2 separate regions of the Sus scrofa genome follow, and region 2 is linked to region 1. The links are chromatin contacts, called in public targeted proximity ligation maps. All regions are on one chromosome and are shown on one strand. The core of a region is the stretch at or near the end of the contact, and the rest is flanking DNA. Distances in the headings are between cores, read along the strand shown.

Evidence for each region.
Region 2: a contact with region 1 is called in a targeted proximity ligation map of alveolar macrophages. A contact is called at or near these places in 4 of 47 Hi-C or Micro-C datasets (embryonic fibroblasts, fetal heart ventricle and fetal liver) and 1 of 2 datasets of targeted methods (alveolar macrophages).

The regions. Positions count from the first base shown.
Region 1 is chr5:67,866,053-67,872,408 of Sscrofa11.1, reverse strand. It overlaps LOC102167892 (a long non-coding RNA gene), which reads right to left and starts at 6,021. Exons shown (of 5, transcript XR_002344143.1): 1 at 5,633-6,021; 2 at 5,200-5,281; 3 at 1,790-1,841.
Region 2 is chr5:68,135,376-68,141,409 of Sscrofa11.1, reverse strand. It overlaps WNK1 (serine/threonine-protein kinase WNK1), which reads right to left. Exons shown (of 29, transcript XM_013997884.2): 28 at 2,615-2,802; 29 at 1-1,797. The coding sequence ends at 1,480. It also overlaps a transcript of RAD52 not described here. Among named protein-coding and RNA genes, the nearest start is that of RAD52, 29 kb to the left of the region's middle.

The DNA.
Region 1 (6,356 bases), core at 2,024-4,523:
TCGGGGCCCTGGGCTTCTTCAAAGGTGGCAGAACAACAAGAGGTGACCAGAGGCTTGCAGAACAACAGTAGTTCAGAGGTGGAGCTCTGGCCTCAGGCAAACCCAGGTTTGCGTTTTGTCTCCTCTGCCTCCAGCTATGTGACCTCAGGCAAGTTGCTTAATCTCTCTGAATGATGTCTCCCCTCTGGAAAGGTGTCTGTAAGAAGTAAGTGAGATAATGCATAAACACACTTAGAAGAGTGTTTGGAACAGGCTAAGTGCTGGGTAAACACAGTTACTGAAAGGCTGTACCTTTGTAAAAGTTCTGGAGCTCGGGCTGTTCAGCGTGTTCAGCATCCCCCGGGGGTCACGTTCCAGAGAAAGTGAGGGGTTGGGTGACAACAGGACTGGGGCCGTCCCGGCGCTTAAATTGAGGATTTGGCAGAGCTGGGCAATGGCTCACCCCTTGTGCGTGTATACACCAAATCACACACTGGCTTCTCACGATGAAGGAGGGGCTGGAGTCCTCGCGTTTTGCCAAAGAGGTGTGCAGACCAGCAGGTCGCATGAGCTGCCCAGGGTCGCCGAGGGAAGACATGGCCGCGACCTCAGTTCAAATTCCTTGACTCTAAGCCCAGAGCCCCTCATCCTCTGCCCTTCGCTTCTCCCAGACCCTGTCCCACGGCACCACTGCTGCTGCACAGCGCGCAGGATTTGGGGCTGCTGGTGGATCCTGAGGCCGGAGGGGAGAGCCCAGGTGGGATCTGCTGGGCCTGGAGGGGGAAGCGGTGAGTCCCGAGGCCGGGGTGCAGCAAGGCTGGCAGGCAGACTCTGGGCAAGGCAGCATCTGACTCGGGGTTGGACGACCTCCAGGGCGGTTAGCAGCCTCGCTTTGACCCCGGGACACAGTGCCCCAAGGACTCCTCACTGCCCTAGTCTTCCTCCCACGCCTAAAACTGCACCTGGGACCCTTCCAGTGAGAACAGCAGTACCCCCAACTCCTCAGCAGTCCACCCATCGGTGCCAACCCCGCGGACGTGGGCACGCACGCATGTGCGCACATACGTACGCACGCACGCACGCACGCTGAGGGCCAAGGCAGGATGGAAGAAGCCCACGTGGTAGGCAGCTATGGGTAGGGGAAAATTCCTGCAGCCCCCCAGGGCTCCGTGGAGGAGGGCCACAGAACGCAGCTCACAGGGTCCTGCCCTTTCAGCGCCTTCTGGGTGAACACAGGGGTGACAAAGCCATCGTTCGCTCGTTGGGCACGCCAGGCTAGGGGCCAGGTTCTGGGATGCCACAGTGAACAAGACAGATAAATCCTTGTTCCTGTGAAGCTTATCTTCTGGGGTGGGATTGAAAGGGTCTTTTCATCTCTCTTTATGCTTCCCCCTTTATGCATTTGATTTCCTGCTAAGCCTTGTCACTTGAGGGGATTAGGGGACAGGGATATGCAGAAGGTAGGGATCTCTCTTGTCTCCTAGATGCCCAGCACAGAGGCGCTGGAAACACGTGGGATCTTGGCAGGCTCTCCTGCTCTGCTGGGCGGGGTGGGAAATTCACCACCTTCCCTTTTCCCATCTCCGTGTCAGATATGATCTGCTGATGAGGTCTGCTCACCTGGACCACAGCCAGGGACTGTCGGAGCAACTCTCACTGCTTATTTTAAGTGCCTGAAATTCCAAGGAAATAATTCTTGCCTTTTGCAAACATACAATCTAGTGGGGAGGTACAAACTCATATGCACTGTCGTGTGGAATGTTGATGTTTTGCTTTATGATGAATTGTTCTGAGAGTCATTTTCACTCACCCGTGTTGAGGCCTCCTATCTGGACTCAGGTTCCACCGCAAAATCTAAGGTTCTACAAAACCAAGAAACGCTCAGTAAATGTTTAAGTGAAGACATGAATAAAGTCTAAGGTTAAATTGATCAGGCTTTGTAAAGGGACCATCCCTTAGTATTTGGTGACTCAGGGCAGTTAATCTCTTTGAGACTCAATATCTTCACCTGTAAAATGGGACAATTAATACCCACTTCATGGGGGTTGTGTGTGGCATACAGCAGTCTCAGTATTTAATTATTATTGTTTAAATCTTGGCTCAGTTTGTTGGCCTTTGAAGGCTGGTAGGCAGACAATGAGCAGAGATGGGTCAGGCAAGCTTGGGGAATGTCGCTGAGAACCCCAAAGCCTGGAACAAAGTTCCAGATGGATCTGGAGGCCCCAGAGCAACTGCAAGCTGTGGGAGGGTGGGGTGTGTGTGTGGGGGGACACCTCTTGTTCCAAGTCTCTGTAAGTTTCTAAGTGGCAGCTCTAAGATTAACTTTGGACCCTGACCCAGGTGGCTGACAAGGTGACCTCTTGCAGAAGACATAGAAAAGCTTTCTGACAAAAACCAAGCAGGCCGCAGGGGTTCTAATTACAGCCCCTGTGCCTTCCTGTCCCTCCGGCCTGCTCTGCCCCACGGGCCTTTTTTCAGAAAGAAAGCCTGTTACTTCCTGGACTCTCAAGGGAGCAGAAGGCCTCCTGGCGGGGGGCTGCCCCAGGGCCTGCTGCGATGTCTGGGGCCCCCTGGCGGACGAGAACGCGCCTTACACCTTCCCTGGGCAGCCTTCGCACGCGTGCACCTGGGGGAGGGCTGGCGCCTCGCGGCTCCGGGAGATTTCTGAGCAGGCGGACACCTCACCCACAGTGGATTAGTGACTGTTGACTTCCAAGGGCGAGACTCACTGCTCTTGGCACAGGGAAGGCCGCAGGCTGAGGGCCTGCCCCAAACACAGGCCTCAGGGGTCCCGCCTTTGCAGGCTTTGGCCTGAAGACCAGTGACAGCGTCCAGCCTGAGTCATTTGTTCCCTGAAGCAGGATACCAGGGTAGAAAGGCTCCCTAGGCCAGGGGCTTCTATTTTAAAGGCAAATATTCACTGTTCAAACAGCACACCCCTCATGCAGGAGTCCGGCTTGAAATCCCACCTTCAAGGATCCATTCTTTTGCCTTTTTCCAAAAAACTCTTTGAAGTAACACTTTCACATGAAAATGTCAATGCTGTCATCATTTATCATGCATTTCATGTGGGCAAATCACTGAACTGGGCACCGTGGTATGTGGAAGATGGATTCCCCACCACAAAGCAGGCAGCTGGAGGGGCAGCCTGGAGAGGTCTGAACACAGCCCAGGGTCCAGAGGAAGGGCAGGCCTGGGGGTTGGGGGCACTGGGAGGAAAGGCCATTCATCCTGGAGGGAGCAGGAGAGGTACGGAAGGGTGGGGTGTGTGCAGGGAACAGTGAGTCATGTGGTGTGGCCCAGTAAGGAGGCTGAACCCTCTGCCCCTCTCCGGAGGGAGGAGGAAGAGGACACCAGGCTGGAGAGGTAGGTGGAAGCCAGCTGGGGGCAGGGGGTGGGGCCGGGGGTGGGGGGTGGTTTCTGCACCGCAGATTCCTTTGGGGACCCAGTGTAGGTGGGCTTGCCTGAGAACTGAAAGATGCGCCTGGAGCAGCCTGAAGGGAGGTCCCCCAGGTGGGTGAGGAGAGAGGGCAGAGAAGCATTTCAGAGATCAGGGGGGCTGCTGAGAAGACAGCGGAGGCCCTTGAAGAAATTTGGGCTGGGGCGGGCTGAATCAGAACACTGCCCTGAGAATGCCTCTAGGCCCACAGGTGGGAGTGCAGTCTGAGCGGGAGAGATTTCTCCCTCATCTCACCCTTGTTCTAAGGCTTCACAGTTTGCAAAGCACGTTCACCCACATTCTCTCATTGATCTTTTTAACAGCACTCTTGCTGAACTGGGCATACTGTTCTCATTTCATACATGGAGAAGCTCAGGCCTGGATGAAATGAAGTTGTAAATTCTGCTTTATATTAACCATTGGTCTTCAGGGGTGCATATTTGTTTCTGTTTTAATTTTACGACAGTTCAAACATTTGAGGGGGTCAAAATTCAGAATGTCCAGATGAGAGTCTATCGACCCTCTTCTCCCAGCTGCCCGGGTCACCTCTTGCCAGCGTGAACTCTAGCCTTTCCACCAGAGTGAGGCAGGGCCTCAGGGACAGCCCCACTGCAGATTCAGGAAGGTCTGAGGCAAGGGTCGCCTCGGGAGATGTGTCAAACCTGCTCTTAGCAAAAGTACACATGGTCTTCTTTCAACTTAGGCCACAGAAATTTATCTTTAAATCCCAAACTCCTCGGAGGCAGGGAGTATCTCTTCAACTTCGAGGAAGTAACAGGTTAGGGGTTAAAATTATAGGCTCTGGCAGATATAGAACTGGGACCTTGAAGACGGCCGTGTGACCTTGAGCAAGTTACTTAGGCTCTTGAGCCTCCACAATAAGGATGTCCTCACCAGCTTCACAGGGCTGTGGGGGACCTGACTCATGTCCTGCATTTATCTGTGTGTCAGGCAAGATCTGTACTCTGCAACTGGGAACTGCCATCATTCCCAGTGCTCTGAGTCCTACTGTGTGCAACAGACCTGGGCACCCTTTCAAACTTAATCCTGACAGAGGACTGAGGATCTCAGGCACCTAATTAAAGGCAAATGGGCACTGCAGGCCATCAAATCCATATATTTGAATGAATCGCTCTTTCTGGGCTGGGACTAGCCCTTCCCTTATGTGAAACCAGCCCTCCAAAGGCCAGGCTCTTCACCATCTCCTCTTCAGGGGGCTTTTCTGGGTAGTCGGGCATTTTGAGGCCAACAAAAGGGCTGAGAGCCCACCACTCCTCTGGGCTGTTTTGTCTGAGCCCTGAGTTTCAGCGGATGCACAGGGAAGCTGCCATATGGCTTTTCTCAGGGCTGACAGGAGTGACTCATTGGAGGGTCATCCCTGCCCTGGAGCTGCCCAGGGCAAGGGACTCTTGGCCTCTGCCCCTGGCCTGGTCCTCTGCCACCTGACCTCTGCCCCAACCTCTGAGCCTCTCCACTCAGAGCAGGGGCTTCTCCACCCCTGGGGCACTCGCAGGTGGAAGGGACCCCAGAAATAACTTATCCCACCTTCCTCATCTCACGGATAAGAAAGGGAGCCCAGGGGCAAGAAAGAGCTCCTACACCCAGCTTCTTGCAGAAGCAGGACCTGAGCCTGGCTCCAGCATGCCTTCTGTGGGTCCCTCCCAGTGCTGCAAATCCCCCTCAAAATTGGCGTTTTCCAACAGGGCCACTCCTGCCCTGGGCTGCAGGTCCTAAACACTGACCAGTGGAGTCCATGGCTTTTTGGTAGGACAGTTACTTACTGCTTTGGGAGAACATCCCTGTAATCTTGTTTCCAAGAAAAAACAGAAGGATCTGTGGAGCTGGTGGTCCCCATGGACCTCACTGTCAATAAACAATGTAAAATTTTGTTTACTTTTCTGTTAAAAGAGACATTTCTTTTCCATCCTACTCAAGTTTTGTAAAGAAACAAAAATATAGGCCAGCAAAGATTAAGGGATAAATAATTGTCTGGCAGAACAATGCAGTGATCCATGACTTCAAGGGATGGAATCCACACTAGCCCTGGGAGCTGGGACTTGGCAAGACGGCTGGGGAACAGGGAAGTGTGAGCTGGAGGAGGGAAGGGCGAGGACAAGGGAGGGGAACAGTTGTGCTGGGACAGGCCCAGGCGTGGGGCAAACTGGGGGCCCAGGGATCAGCCCCTGGTGTCACCCCACGCGTCTCCAAACCCACCTTCTCTTGTTTCTCAGGACCCAGGAGCCCACCGTCACATCACCCGGAGCCCTGCTGCTGGGCTGGGGGCTCGGTTGGCAGGGACCGACAGGCCCCCTTTCCCGTGTAGGCTCTCAGGCCTGACGCCCCGCTATCTTGGCGGAAAGTGCAGCGCGAGGGGTGGAAGGCCTAAGGGGTCCGTGGAAGTCAGACCGCAGACGGGGAAATGAGGCTCGAGTTCTCTTTCCTTCGGGGGAGGAACAGTCTCAGGCGCCTGCAGAATGGGATTTCCCTCCCGGCCTGTGGATGTGGAAACTGAGGCCAAAGCGAAAACCCTGAGGCGGGGGTCCTAGGCCCTTGCGGAGGAGGCTGCGCTCGCGGACCCCCACAGGCGCAGGCTCCGGAGGGGCGGGGAGGGGCGGGGCGGCGCGGGGCGGGCGCAGGAGCCTGCGTGACTCAGGCTGGGGCTCTAGGGCCTTTGTTCCCAGGCCGCAAGGCCTTAAAGGGCCAGCGCCCGCCCGAGGCAGGAGCGCGCGCCCCGCGACCGCCCGCCGCCCTCAGTGGGGTTGCCCGCGGGCTCCCGGCTGCCGGCACAAGAGGGGCATCCTGCAGGATTTAGGGGTTCATCCAGTCGAATCCTCAGACCATAAGCGAGGCCCTGGGTCATCACAACCATCCCTTTGCCTCAGGGCTGGGCTGCACCTAAACCGGCCAAGAGGAATTAAGAAAACCCTTTCCCTGCTTT
Region 2 (6,034 bases), core at 3,035-5,534, 270 kb before region 1:
TATAGTACCCCAAGCTGAGAAATGCATGGTACATTTTCAACAAGAGGAAAGCAATCCAAGCCATTTTTTAAGAGCAACTTTCTCTATCTGTGACATTTCACTATCGTACTTCCCAACTTAAAAACTAGTCCCCACCCCCTTGCTTGTATATTCAGCCATTTTCTTCTAGGTCTCATCTGTTTAAGCCCAGCTCAAATAAGTAAGGCTATGGCGTCCACTGGCCAAGCATCATACGACTTCAAAACAAGTTTGTTCTCTTCTCCAGTCATTCTTTTCTTTCATCACTTATCACACACCACCCTCCATCTTTTAAATTGCCCAATATTGTTACAACACCCCTCCTCACTTGTCCTGAAACAGTTTTCTGCTTTTAACCACTGATGTCAACTTAACTTCTCATCCTGCTCATCGTACACCTGCTCTAGACAAAATTGTTGAATGACTTGGAAAAAAAAAAATACTCTTTTCAATTTCCTTACGGCATAATCCACTGCTGGAGCCACATGGACCTGAGGTTTCCTTCCATGTGTCCTTTGCTGACTGGGGTCTGATGAGAAGTTGATGCCAATGGCAGAAGCAATAGAAGTCCAAGGCACTAAAACATCCAGCAAGCAATACTGGGAGAACAGAAGTATTCAAGTACAGTAATTTATACAATTTTACATTCACATTTATTTATCTAATACAATGGAAATACAAAGGAGAAAGTTAAAGTCTCAGTAAAGGACAGAGCTAGCTAGCTTTTTTTCAACTTTTTAAACCTTTCATATTTTACTCTTAAAACTACTGTTGTCCAACAACATTTATATATCACAGTGTTTCCACATCAAAACTGATGGCAAAGTTATATGTCCGCAGGGAACTTAATTTTTTCCTAATTGCTAATGCTGCAGTCAAAGCTGCGAATATCATTTGCTTAAAGCACTAATGACCTATCATAAGAAAGGGTTGAAACCTCAGTCCCCTGGGTTCTAAAGATGGAAGGGGGGAGAGGAAAGAAAAAAGTGTGTGTGTTTGTAGGGTGGTGGGGACAGGGTAGGAGACAGCCCAATAGTTTTTTTGTCTTGTGGTTTTGATTCTTGAGGGAATAAGTGGTTTGGGATGGGTACCAAATTAAGAGCCCCACTCCCTGCAAATGCAGATGGGCTTTGCTTTTTTCCCACTGAGCTCTCTAGTAGCTCTCTGATAAACGTGACTTTCTTTCCAAGTGCTCACTATGGGGTCTAGATGAACAACAAAGCACACACAAGAAAGCTGCCCTTTCCTTCTCACCTGCTCCAGTAAGTAAGTGGGGAGGGCAGGGGCAAATTCCCCATTCTGAGGGCTCTAAGCAGTATTAAAAACATTCCTTTCTGGCAAGAAATAACCAGTTAAATGCAGCACTAGTAGTTAGTATATAGGCTACTTTCCCACCCCCCTCCCACCCACCCTCACCATTCCATCTCCTGCCCCCAAATCTACTTCGTAATGTCTCTAGGTCTAAGTGGTCCGCAGGTTGGAACCTGGGGGGTTGCTGATGGATTTCTGCAAATTGCTGATGTTGAAATTCTGTAAGGAGGCAGTTCCCACAGGCTGGAACTGGCTGAGTGGCTGTGGTGCTGGGCCACCTGTCCCACTCCACTGTGTGCCAAAGGGGGGGGCTGGGAAACCGTACTGCTGTGGGGGGCACATAGACTTGGTGAAGTGACCTAGAGAGGTAGCTGATGCTGCAGAGATGGGGGCTGAGCCACCCAGGTTTGAGGTCATGGAGATGCACAGCTGACCAGGTGCGGAGAACTTCCTCGCCATGCCAGGGCCCTGTAAAGAGAACGAGGCCACGTGAAGCTTGGTGTGGCTATGAGATGCGTTGCACTGAAATAGGACTATAGGGCTCGAGGTATCCCGATCTTAAAAGGCACAGCAAGACCAAGACCAAGACGAAACCAGCAATCATTGTTGCCCTCCTAACATTTACCTAATATTGTTCTTTTTTTGAGTCAGATTTTGTTTTTTGCCCCACCCACAGCATACAGAAGTTCCTGGGCCAGTGATTGAACCTGAGCCATAGCAGTGACAATGGGCTCCTTAACCTGCTGTACCACCAGGGAACTCTGAGTCAGATTTTCTAAAAACTGAAGTATAGCTGATTTACAATATCATGATAGTTTCAAGTGTATAGTGATTTAGTGACAGGTGCATTTATTTTCAAATTCCTTTCCCTTACAGGTTACTACAAAATACTGAATAGAGTTCCCTGTGCTATAGGAGTTCCTTGTTGATCATCTTTTATATATAGTAGTGAGTGTATGTCAACCCCAACCTCCTCATTTATCCCCCCACTTCCCCTCTGGTAACCCTAAATTTATTTTCTATGTCTGTGGGTCTATTTCTGTCCAAATACTTGGAGGTGGGTGGTATCGAGTCTGTGTGTGCGCCCTTGTGCTCATGCATGCAGCTCAGGATGTTGAAGGAAAAGGGACGAGAAGACTGAGTTGACCGATAGGGAATGAAGGATTTAGGGAGGAAAACTAAAAGGGGACCTGGGTGATTTCTGTCTTGCCACCAGCATGATTCGGACGTGTGTTACATCGCATTGACAGATCAGCAAGCAAGATGGCACAAGGAGAAGACTGACCTCATAGCTCATGTGTCCTTTGCTGCCTCTCCTGCCTGAGAGATTCATGGCGTCTCGGGCCCAGTTATCCACCAACTTGTGCAGGTCGTCTGTGAAAGTGCCCTTCCGGCTAGACGTCATGGTAGGAGGCTGAGCCTGGGCAGCCTGGCTGCTCACTGTTCCTCCAACAGTGTTTGTGCTGCTGGTTCCTAAAGTCAGAAGAAGCAACAAAGTACACTATTAAAAGGGGCTTGGGCTGTAACTTCAGGAAGAGGAAACACTTCTTAGGATGATGAATGGCAAGCCACAGAATGGGGAGGATGAACTGGGAAGCCATGCAAGAAAGGAGGTTCCAGGATCTTATTTATTAGCCAAATCTTACTTAGGCAAAACAGGATGATAAAAACAGGTTCTCTTCGGGAGCTGCAGATGAGGCTGGACATCTAAGGGGGACAAAGGGCAAGGGGTGGGAACCTCTTTCTGCCCACTCTCGTGGCATCTTGGAAACTCACCACCAGGCCTCTACTCCCAGCGCCACCTTGAACAGGGCCAGTGGGATGGCCAATGAGGCTGGCTGCTCTAGAATATTACAGAGTAGGGCAAAAGAAGGGCATGGTTCATGGAGGAGTTGAAGGAATGCAAAGACAGGCCAGGGAAAATGGGCTCCCAAACCGCGTGATGCCATGTGGTCTTTAGCCGTTCTTTCACAGAAAGGGACGATAAGAGAAGGCATGCTCTGTTCAGAAAACTTTTTCACCTGGATGCATAAACAGAAATTGCGAACATAAACTTGGGAGAGTTAAGGCTTCAATCTCTCCCGATTTCCTATGAGTCAAAAACGTGAGCACTCATGAGGAAGGTTCTCTGTGGTGTGCCTGAGTCTTTCAACTCCAGGAGGACGTGGCTTTCCTGAAGGTGACCTCAGTTTCAATTGGCTCACCTTCCCCCCCCTCTTCCCAGAAGAGCAAGCACTCTCATGTGGAAGCAACAGGACATCCAGCTGCGGTAGGGGTGCCAGGGGAGGAGGAAGCTCGGGGGTTGTGATGAAGGAGTTCTATCTCTATGGTGTGATGAGAAACAAAGGAGAAGTCTGTGGCCTGCCTGATTTCGGCTCTGCTGGAGGGCACACTGAAGATTATTCGAGGAGGCAAGTTTAGGGAAGAGGGAAAGAAGAGTCATGGTCTTGTTTTTTTCCCCTCACCCCCCACTTTCTTACCACATCTCACATTTGCTACAGAATAAATAAAAGCTACTATAGTAAGTTGTGAGCCTCTAGGACTTAAGACATCCAAATAATGCGGGGGCTAAATATTTAAATACACACGTTCCTGTTTTCAAGGTCAAGGCAGCACCAGAGCACAGCAGCACACCTGAAGCAACTCTGCCATTAAAAGCCCTCTAATCTATTACTGGTCCTGAGTCCAGTTTACACCCTACACCCGGGGAATGGCACACACAAGCACGTCTGCACTGGGGAACAGCTAGTTCCGAGGTGAAGCTGCAGAGTGAGGAAGGTCACATGCTTCTTACCACCAAGGCAAGACACAGGACTACTGCAGGCGTGGCCTCAGTGCTCGCAGAGCCACGGGGCTGGGGGGTGGGGGGAGGGGGTTACTGCACATACAGTGTGAAGGGAAGAGTCAGTTCCCTACGGACAGGAAACCCAGGTGGAAAAGTGGGGAGGCAGGAGTGAGACAGTGTGGGAGGGAAGCACAGGCAGTGGTGGTTATGAGGAAACCAGAAAGCAAGCGTGTCACACGCATGAGGACAGCATCCTCCTCGAATGAGTATTGCTTCAGGAGCTGGATGGTCAGTGAGACAATGAAAACGAAACAAATAGTCACAAGTGAGCAGAGCTTTCAAAAGCCAAATACAGAAGCTGGCAGAGGTGAACACTGCTGGACACAACTCGTTCATGCTGGGGTCACACTCTCTAGTCTCATGCTAGTCGCCTTTGATGCTGTGAGGCCCCTTTATAACCGAATTTCATTTTTCATTTTCATCCATGTTACGTGATACTGGATTCTGAAAGTGGGGTTTATACCACGAGGGAGAGGCAACCATACAGCTAACATTCTTATTCTGGCTTCTGAAAACAGATCTCCACATTAGAGAAGGAAACAAACACACTCCTTTCTGACCAGAAATTAACTCCCAGGAAAAGCTGACTTAGTAATAAAATCTAGGAAAATGCGTAGTGTGCTTGTTTGGTCCACTGTAGCAGTAAAATGTTTTAAGGACACTGGCAGCACGTAGATATTTCTGAGAACGCTGCTTGCCTTCCAGAGAGGCTGCTGGCTAACCTTTAAGCCTTTTTTCGGTTCTGCTGAAAAGCTCTAAAAGTAGCATCCTTTACCACCCAAAATTCCCTAGCTGAACTCTTCTCCTGCCTTAACACATTCCCCCACCCCCACAAATCCAGTAACAAGAGCCTATTACGAGCCACAACTTACTGCCCAGTGTCCCAAGCACAGAGTTTTCTGGAGGAACCTCTCGGTGGCCTGCTGGGCCGTAGAACTGTCCACACTTTCACGAGAAGCCACCTGTCTACAATGCTGTCCCTGTCCTCACTGCCCAGCAGCTGCCTCCCACTGTGATATGAGGGCATGACTCTGGCTGCTGTAATCCCTGCTGACTTTCCAGTGTGCCCGCAGCGGCTGGCACACGTGGTGACTTCTGACTACAGGACTCTCTCCCTAAGGAGCTAGGCACCCCTGATCCTTCTACACACATCCACGGGTGCCCTCCCCTCCCCCACAGTGGGGCTGTCATCTAGGGCACTATGTGGTGACCTAAAATCTGGAGGGACAGCCAGTGACAGCAACTGAGCGTGTTAAAGACGAAACCAGAGAAGGGTGCAGCACCAGCCAAATGGAAGCTGGAAATCCAGGAGTTGTGAGGCTTCGGGGTTCAAAGACCTCAAGGGCAAAAGGCTTTGCAATCAAGGACCAGAAGTAACAGAAAGAAAAGATAATTACTACAGAGCTGGTTGCAAGGACAGACTTTTTTCACCATCTTCCCTGAAGCACAAAGAGAGAGCAATGTGTTAAAGATAAGGAAACATCAGTGTAAAATATTTAGAATCTCTAAACAGCACATAGAGTCCCAGCAAGAGAAAGCAGGAGGGGGACAGACTGGAGGGACCTGGGAGCCCTGTCACAGACACTGTTCTGTGCGATGGACCTGACTGGCTGTTGGCCTTGACATGGTGACCTGGGGTACCTGGCTGACAGAAGTCAAGTTTCCACACCCAATCTTTGTATCTGAAAGAATAATGCCCCGCGTCAAAGTTCTGGCATGGGGAGGAACTCCAGTTTCTCAGGTCTCACTGCTTGAATTTCAAATACCCAAGCAGTCTCTCCACCGATCCTGTCCCACTTTCTGTTTCTCCTGCTGGGTTGTTAAAAAGCACTCAATTAAATGCATTAGCAGTTCTACCAC